Linked DNA regions of Sus scrofa: region 2 is linked to region 1. A link is a contact called in public HiChIP or PLAC-seq data. All regions are on one chromosome and are shown on one strand. Each heading gives the region's core, a stretch centred on a gene start, on an enhancer-like site or on the middle of the called end of the contact. The rest is flanking DNA. Distances are from core to core; before and after follow the strand shown.

Region 1 (3,532 bases), core at 147-2,646:
TTTTTTTTCGGTCTTTTTGCCATTTGTAGGGCCGCTCCCGCAGCATATGGAGGTTCCCAGACTAGGGATCTAATCCGAGCTATAGCCGTGGCCAATGCCAGAGTCACAGCAATGCAGGTTCTGAGCCGCGTCTGCAACCTACACCACAGCTCCTGGCAATGCCAGATCCTTAAGCCACTGAGCAAGGTCAGGGATCGAACCTGCAGCCTCATGGTTCCTAGTCAGATTCATTAACCACTGCACCACGACAGGAACTCCTAACTCAATAGTTATTACAAATGCCTTTTGTGGTCATCCCTTTCACTGTAGTTTCATTGATATCTATCCTAGCCTAGGGTCTTAGATCTTACCTGGAGCAATGTGCCTCCAAGCATCTGGTCGTCACCCCACTTTCAATTTCTCTCCCCTCAGATTCATTCTACATGTTATACTGATTGTCCTCCTGTGCTGCTTTCTGGTATGTCACTTTTCTGCCCAGACTTCGATTGTTTACTATGTAGGGTATAAACACCTCTTGCGTAGCTTTCAGGTCTGTTCCCCTGCTCCAACTCCAGTCCTGTTCTTCAAACTGATCTCATTTTATTCTTCGTATACCTTGTGTTTTAGGGTATTTATTTGTCTGCTCTTAAAAGAGCCAAAATAACAATGGCTTAAAATCAAAGTTTCCGTCTCCTATAACAATCCAGGGATAAGCAGTTCCAAGCTAATATTGTGGTTCGATGGTTTTGAGAACTGGCACTCCAGTCCTGTTGTGCTCCCTAAAGTCTTTCCCTCAACTGCAAAGTTGAAGATAGTTTACCTCCATCATTTCCATATTCCAGCTGGTGGGGAGAAAAATGGGGAAAGGGGAAGAAGCTCCTGGGCCGGGGATCAAACCCCTGCCACAGCGGTGACCCAAACAGCTGAGTGACACTTGCTGGATCCTTAACCCACTGTGGCACAAGAGAACTCCTCACCTTCCTTTTAAGGGCATAAATTGGAAGCTGCATATATAATTTCTGCCTATGTTCTCATCGACAAGAACTTAATTGTAAGTCTACGCATAACTACATAGAGGCTAAATAATGCACCCAGTTCAACCACTGTGAAAGAAAAGGCAGCCCTGTTGCATCCTACATCTTGCTCAGTGGAGCACACACACATTGTATATACATCTATATAAATAGTATCTATCTGTGAAAACAAGGTTAGGAGAGTTAAGATTAGTTTTTAGTCAAGTAATATATGTGGGTGGTTAAAAGATAAAAGAGTGCAGAAGGGCTTATAATGGAAAAGAGCAATGACTTCCCCTGCCAGAGCAAACCGCTCTAAACTACGTATTTGGGTCTTCTGGTGATATCTCATGTCTCTTAATCATATGCTTAAACTGCTGTTTCTTTATCAACTTGCAACATCATCTGCTGACCTTCTGCCAAGATGGATGAGTTACACCCTATAAACTTACCTCCCTCCCTGCATATAGTTATATCATAATTTTTGCTTCCTCTTTTGTGGTTACCTTTGTAACTTTGAGTCAATATGTACTTTAACCTCAATTTCTTGTTCTATGATTTATAAACTGACAATGTCCCTTAACCTTTTTAAGAAAGGATATTCATTTTTCAAATCAATAGTGACTCTTTTACATTGTCAAAGTTGATAACGTTTCATTTTGTTCAAATCAGTGAATAAGTCATCTCCACTTTGATTTTTTTTTCCAACTTTTATGTTTAATGATCAGTGTTCATGCACTTTGTTGGTTTTAAGTGTTGAGAATTAATAATATCATTACCAACATTAATGACTGGGTCAACACTTTGCCGAGCTGTGCAGTGTGCTGTGAGTTTATTTCCTGCTCTTTGTTTCTAATATCACAGACCCCTCTACTATTAGAGAGGAATAATCACATGTTCCTTTTTTTTTTCTTTTGGCCTCGGCCATGGCATATGGAAGTTCCTGAGCCAAGGATTGACCCCCACACCACAACAACGACTAGAGCTGCTGCAGTGACAATGCAGGATCCTTAACCTGCTGTTCCACAGGAGAATTCCTGTTTTTCCTTTTTTTTTTTTTTTTTTTTTTTGAAAGTCATGCCACAGTTTACCTAAATGTGACTCTTGCATAGTACTTTTGTTTTTCTCCTTTTCTCCTGGAATTTGTCTCCCTCTTCACCCTTCCGCACTCCTCAAATTGAGGAGAGAAAGAGATAGCTTCTTTTATTACTTAGTTTTCTGCTTGGATTATATTGCATTCTCCTTTTTGAATTTGAATGACTTCTTATTTGGATCAGTTGCATATTTGGATCAACATTAGCCATTATTAGAATTATTTAATTAGAGTCCTTGGTCCTTAGGGTACAGGAAAATTGAGTATGGGTGGTTCTAAAGCTGTTCACTAATCCAGACAGCCTAATGGTAATTGTATGTTTACTCATAATTAGACTGTACACAAAAAGTGAAATGTTAAATTACTTTACTGTTTGCTAGAAATATTTCATGATATTGGCAGTTGTATATGACACATTATCAAAAGTGAGGAAATGATTTAGTAATTTAGTAAATGTGGCTTTCTTTAGGCATCTGGAATTCTGGGCAAAAGCAAATAATAACTTTATGGTGAAAATTTTGGAAGCTACCCAATAATAGTCTATTAAAGCTTTATCTTGAGCCTTATGTGTTCAGCTTTTTTGGGGGGTGGAGGTGGGGGTGGGCACGCCTGCAGCTTGTGGAAGTTCCTGAGCCAGGGACCAAACCTGTGCTACAGCTGCGACTGAGCCACAACAGTGACAACACCTGATCCTTAACCCGCTGTGCCACCAGGGAACGCCATCAGCTTTTTAATTAATAACTGGTGACATGCGTTTAAAACTATTTAGGGTTTTTTAGTGAATTCTCTGTGCCTTCCTGAGGAACAAAAACCAGGCAGGAGCATAACTCTCCCAGACTTCAGGCAATATTACAAGTGTGCAGTAATGAAAGAGGTGTGGTCCTGTTACAAAAACAGACATACAGACCAATGGAACAGAATAGAGAACCCAGGAATAAACCCAGACACCTATGATCAATCTTTGACAAAGGAGGCAAAACTATAAAATGGGAAAAAGATAGTCTCTTCAGCAAGTGGTGCTTGGAAAACTGGACAGCTGCATATAAATCAGTAAAACTGGAACATACCCTCACACCATGCACAAAAATAAACTCAGAATGGCTTAGAGACTTAAACACAAGGCAAGACATCATAAAACTCCTAGGAGAGAATATAGGCAAAACATTCTCTGACATCAACCATACAGATGTTTTCTTAGTAATACTAGTCAGTCTCCCAAAGCAATAGAAATAAAAACAAAAATAAACCAATGGGACCTAATCAAACTTACGAGCTTTTGCACAAAAAAGGAAACCATAAAGAAAAGGCAGCCTATGGAATGGGAAAAAATAGTTTCAAACGATGTATGAAAACAACCAAAGAAACTCACATAACAGTTTTGTAGATATATATTATCTAGCTAAAGGGAAGTAAGTAATCTTTAATTTGCTTGATTTTTAGATTGTGT
Region 2 (3,441 bases), core at 288-2,787, 72 kb before region 1:
CATGAGGATGTAGGTTTGATCCCTGGCCCTGCTTAGTGGATTAAGGATCCAGAGTTGCCATGAGTTTTGGTATTGGTCACAGATGTGGCTCAGATCCTGTATTGCTGTGGATGTGGTACAGGGCGGCAGCTGCAGCTCCGATTTGACCCCTAGCCTGGGAACTTCCATATGCTGCAGGGTGTGACCCTAAAAAGCAAAAAAAAAACTTCAATCCACATAGGAAAACAAAACTAATAATGTCAGTGTTGACAAGACACTGATGTTAGAATTATCTGACAAAGACTTTAAAGTAGCCATTAAAAAAATGCTCTAGGAGTTCCTGCTGTGGTGCAATGGGTCAATGATCTGACTTGTCTCTGTGGAGGTGCCAGTTTGATCCTTGGCCCAGTGTAGGCTGTAGTTCTGGCTCAGATTTGATCCCTGGCCCAGGAACTTACATATGCTGCAGGGGCAGCTGAAAAGAGAAGAAAAAAAATATATATATATATATATATATGAATACTCTTGAAATGAAAGAAAGTCTGAGAAAAGAAACTGAAGATATGAAGAGGTTCCAAGTGGAAATTTAGAACTAAAGAATACTACAACCAAAATAAAAGCTCAGTGGATGGGCTCAATAGCAGAATGGAAATGTCAGAGGAAAACAGTGAATTTAAAGAAAAGTCAATAGAAACTATGCAATCTGAGCAACAGAGAGGAAAAAGTTTGGAAAATATGAGAACCTTGGGAACCTGTGGGACTATACCAGAAGGTCTAAGATTGGTGTTATTACAGCTACAAAAGGAAAAAGTATGTGGTGCAGAAAAAATATATGAAGAAATAATGGCTGAAAATTCCCCAAATCTGATGAAAGACAAACCTGTAAATTTAGGATCCTCAGAGAAACCAAACATGATAAGCCCTAAGAAATCCATGCCTAGACAAATCATAATTACAACACTGAAAGCTAAAGAAAATCTTGTAAGTGGCCAGTGAAAAACGATGCATTACTTGCAGGAACAATGATTTGAGTGACTGTAGATTTTTCTCTATTTTTGTTTGACTGCGCCCACGGCATGTCGAAGTTCCTGCGCCAGGGATCAAACCTGCTCCACAGCAGTGACCAGAGTCACTGCAGTGACAATGCAGGATTCTTAACCCACTGCACCATAAGGGAACACCTGAATGACTGTAGATTTCTCATAGGCCAGGAGGAATAGGATAACTTCTTAAAGTGCTGCAAGAACTGAATCCCAAACCTGTTCTAGGGAGTTCCCGTCGTGGCTCAGTGGTTAACAAACCTGACTAGGATACATGAGGATACAGGTTCAATCCTTGGCCTCACTCAGTGGGTTAAGGATCTGGTGTTGCCATGAGCTGTGGTTTAGGTCACAGACTCAGCTCAGATCCTGAGTTGCTGTGACTGCGGTGTAGGCCGGCAGCTGTAGCTCTGATTTGACCTCTAGCCTGGGAACCTCCATATGCCAAGGGTGTGGCCCTAAAAGGGAAAAAAAAAAAAAAAAAAAGGAACTGATGTTGCTGAAGGCTGAAGTGTAGATTGCAGATGCGGCTTGGATCCTGTGTTACTCTGGCTGTGAATTAGGCCGGCTGCTATAGGTCCGATTTAACCCCTAGCCTGAGAACTTCCATATGCCATGGGTGCAGCCCTAAAAACAAACAAACCTGTTCTAAAATATTTGCCAAAGATAGAAGAGATATGATATAGAAGGAATCTTAAAACATCAGGAATGCAAGAAAAGCAAGGAAAATGCTAAATACCTGGGTAAATATAAATGACTTTTTCTCATCTCGAGTTCTTTAAAACAAGCTGATAAAATAACCTCTTGGATCTGGCGTTGCTGTGAGCTGTGGTGTAGGTCACAGATGCAGCTCTGATCCCGAGTTGCTATGGCTGTGGTGTGGGCTGGCCGCCTTAGCTCCAATTAGACCCCTAGCCGGGGAACCTCCATATTCCACGGGTGTGGCCCTAGAAAAGACAAAAAACCCAAAACAGAACAAAAAAAAAAACTCTTGGATGAGGTCGAATGGGGTTTTAAATGTATATAGATGTAATGTATAAGATAACTAAAACAGAAAGGGTAGAGAATAAAGGGACCTACATGGTAGTAAGGTTCTACACTGAACTTTTAGTAGTAAGGTATCAATTCAAAGGAGACAAGGAAAACTTAGCACGTGTTCTGAAATCACTAAAACAATGTCTAACAAAACTATACACAGAGATAACGGTCAAAAACACAGCAGCAGGGGAGTTCCTCTTGTGGCTCAGGGGGTTAAGGACCCAACACTGTCTCTGTGAGGATGTGGGTTGGATCCCTGCCTCAGTTAAGGATCTGGTGTTGCCATAAGCTATGGTGCAGGCCTCAGCTGCAGCTCTGATTCAACCCAAGAATTTCTATATGCCACAGGTGAGGTTGTAAAAACAAACAAAACAGTAGAGGGAGATCTCACAAAAACTGGCGAATCGGAAGCCTCACTGGTCAGTGCTTCCACAAAAAACCCATTAAACTGGGAAAAAAAACAAACTATTATCGTAATCAACTGTTTTGGAACTCTGGAACCTGATCAGACACTTAGAGCAACAAAGAGAGTTCTTCATGAAGAGGAAGGCTGCTAAAATTTGGTAAGAGAGCAGTGTGCACAAACCAACTACCATTCACCACTCCTCGGCTCCACTGTACTCATGGAGGGGCAGCCCGTTTTCTTGGAATGGCTGTATGGTGCCAAGGTGGGTAGTAAGGACCTTGCCTTCCAAAAATTTGAAGTTGTGCATTTTGGTTGGTCTTGGGGACTGGCTGAGGAACCAGCCCAGAGGCCTGTCTTTCTTTTGACCCTCTCAAATATTTAAAGAGACAGACATGCTTTTCTTTTTGGATCCAGACATAGAAGAAAATATCTATCAGGTTATTTGGCTTAGTCTGTTTCTTTGAGTTTTGAGAGTTATATTCTAAATATGTGATCTACAAATATTTTCTCCAAAATCCTGGCTTGTCTTTTCATTGTCTTGACTGTGTCATTGGTTGGCTGAAAAGTTTTAAACCCCCCTCACCCCTCTGCACTCGTGGCATGGGAAGGTTCCTAAGCTAGGGATCAAACTCCCACCACAGCAGTGACCCAAGCCACAGTCCTCACAATGCTGGATCCTACCTGCTGACTACCAGGGGATCTCTGAAAGGTTTTAATTTTGATGTGGTCCAATTTCTCAACTTTTTCTTTAATGGGTCATGATTTTGATGTCATTTCTAAGAACTTTCACCTAACCCCAAGCCACAGATTTCCTCCTACATTTTCTTCTAAAGTAAAGCTCTATGTTTTATCTTTAGAGCTATGACCCACTTTGAGTTAATCTTTGTTTGGCTTTTGGTTTCTTTTTGGTTTTTGTTTTTGGCCATACCTGTGGCATGCGAAGTTCCCTGGACCAGGGATCAAACCAGTGCCATAGCA

Evidence for each region. HiChIP or PLAC-seq counts read pairs in DNA pulled down with a chosen protein or histone mark.
Region 2: an H3K27ac HiChIP or PLAC-seq map of alveolar macrophages shows a contact between it and region 1. The contact joins two enhancer-like sites. A contact is called at or near these places in 1 of 5 promoter capture datasets (fetal liver), 1 of 47 Hi-C or Micro-C datasets (epiblast stem cells) and 1 of 2 datasets of contacts at active chromatin or transcription factors (alveolar macrophages).

What each region holds. Positions count from the first base shown.
Region 1 is chr1:16,238,970-16,242,501 of Sscrofa11.1, reverse strand. All of the region lies in intron 1 of PCMT1 (protein-L-isoaspartate (D-aspartate) O-methyltransferase), which reads left to right. Among named protein-coding and RNA genes, the nearest start is that of PCMT1, 8.6 kb to the left of the region's middle. Within about 2 kb of position 1,396, at least 9 of the 83 cell types and tissues checked have an H3K27ac peak or open chromatin away from gene starts, as enhancers often do. A contact at or near this core is called in alveolar macrophages, where this site is marked.
Region 2 is chr1:16,310,882-16,314,322 of Sscrofa11.1, reverse strand. The region is part of intron 7 of LATS1 (serine/threonine-protein kinase LATS1); the gene reads right to left. Among named protein-coding and RNA genes, the nearest start is that of KATNA1, 18 kb to the left of the region's middle. Within about 2 kb of position 1,537, at least 1 of the 83 cell types and tissues checked has an H3K27ac peak or open chromatin away from gene starts, as enhancers often do. A contact at or near this core is called in alveolar macrophages, where this site is marked.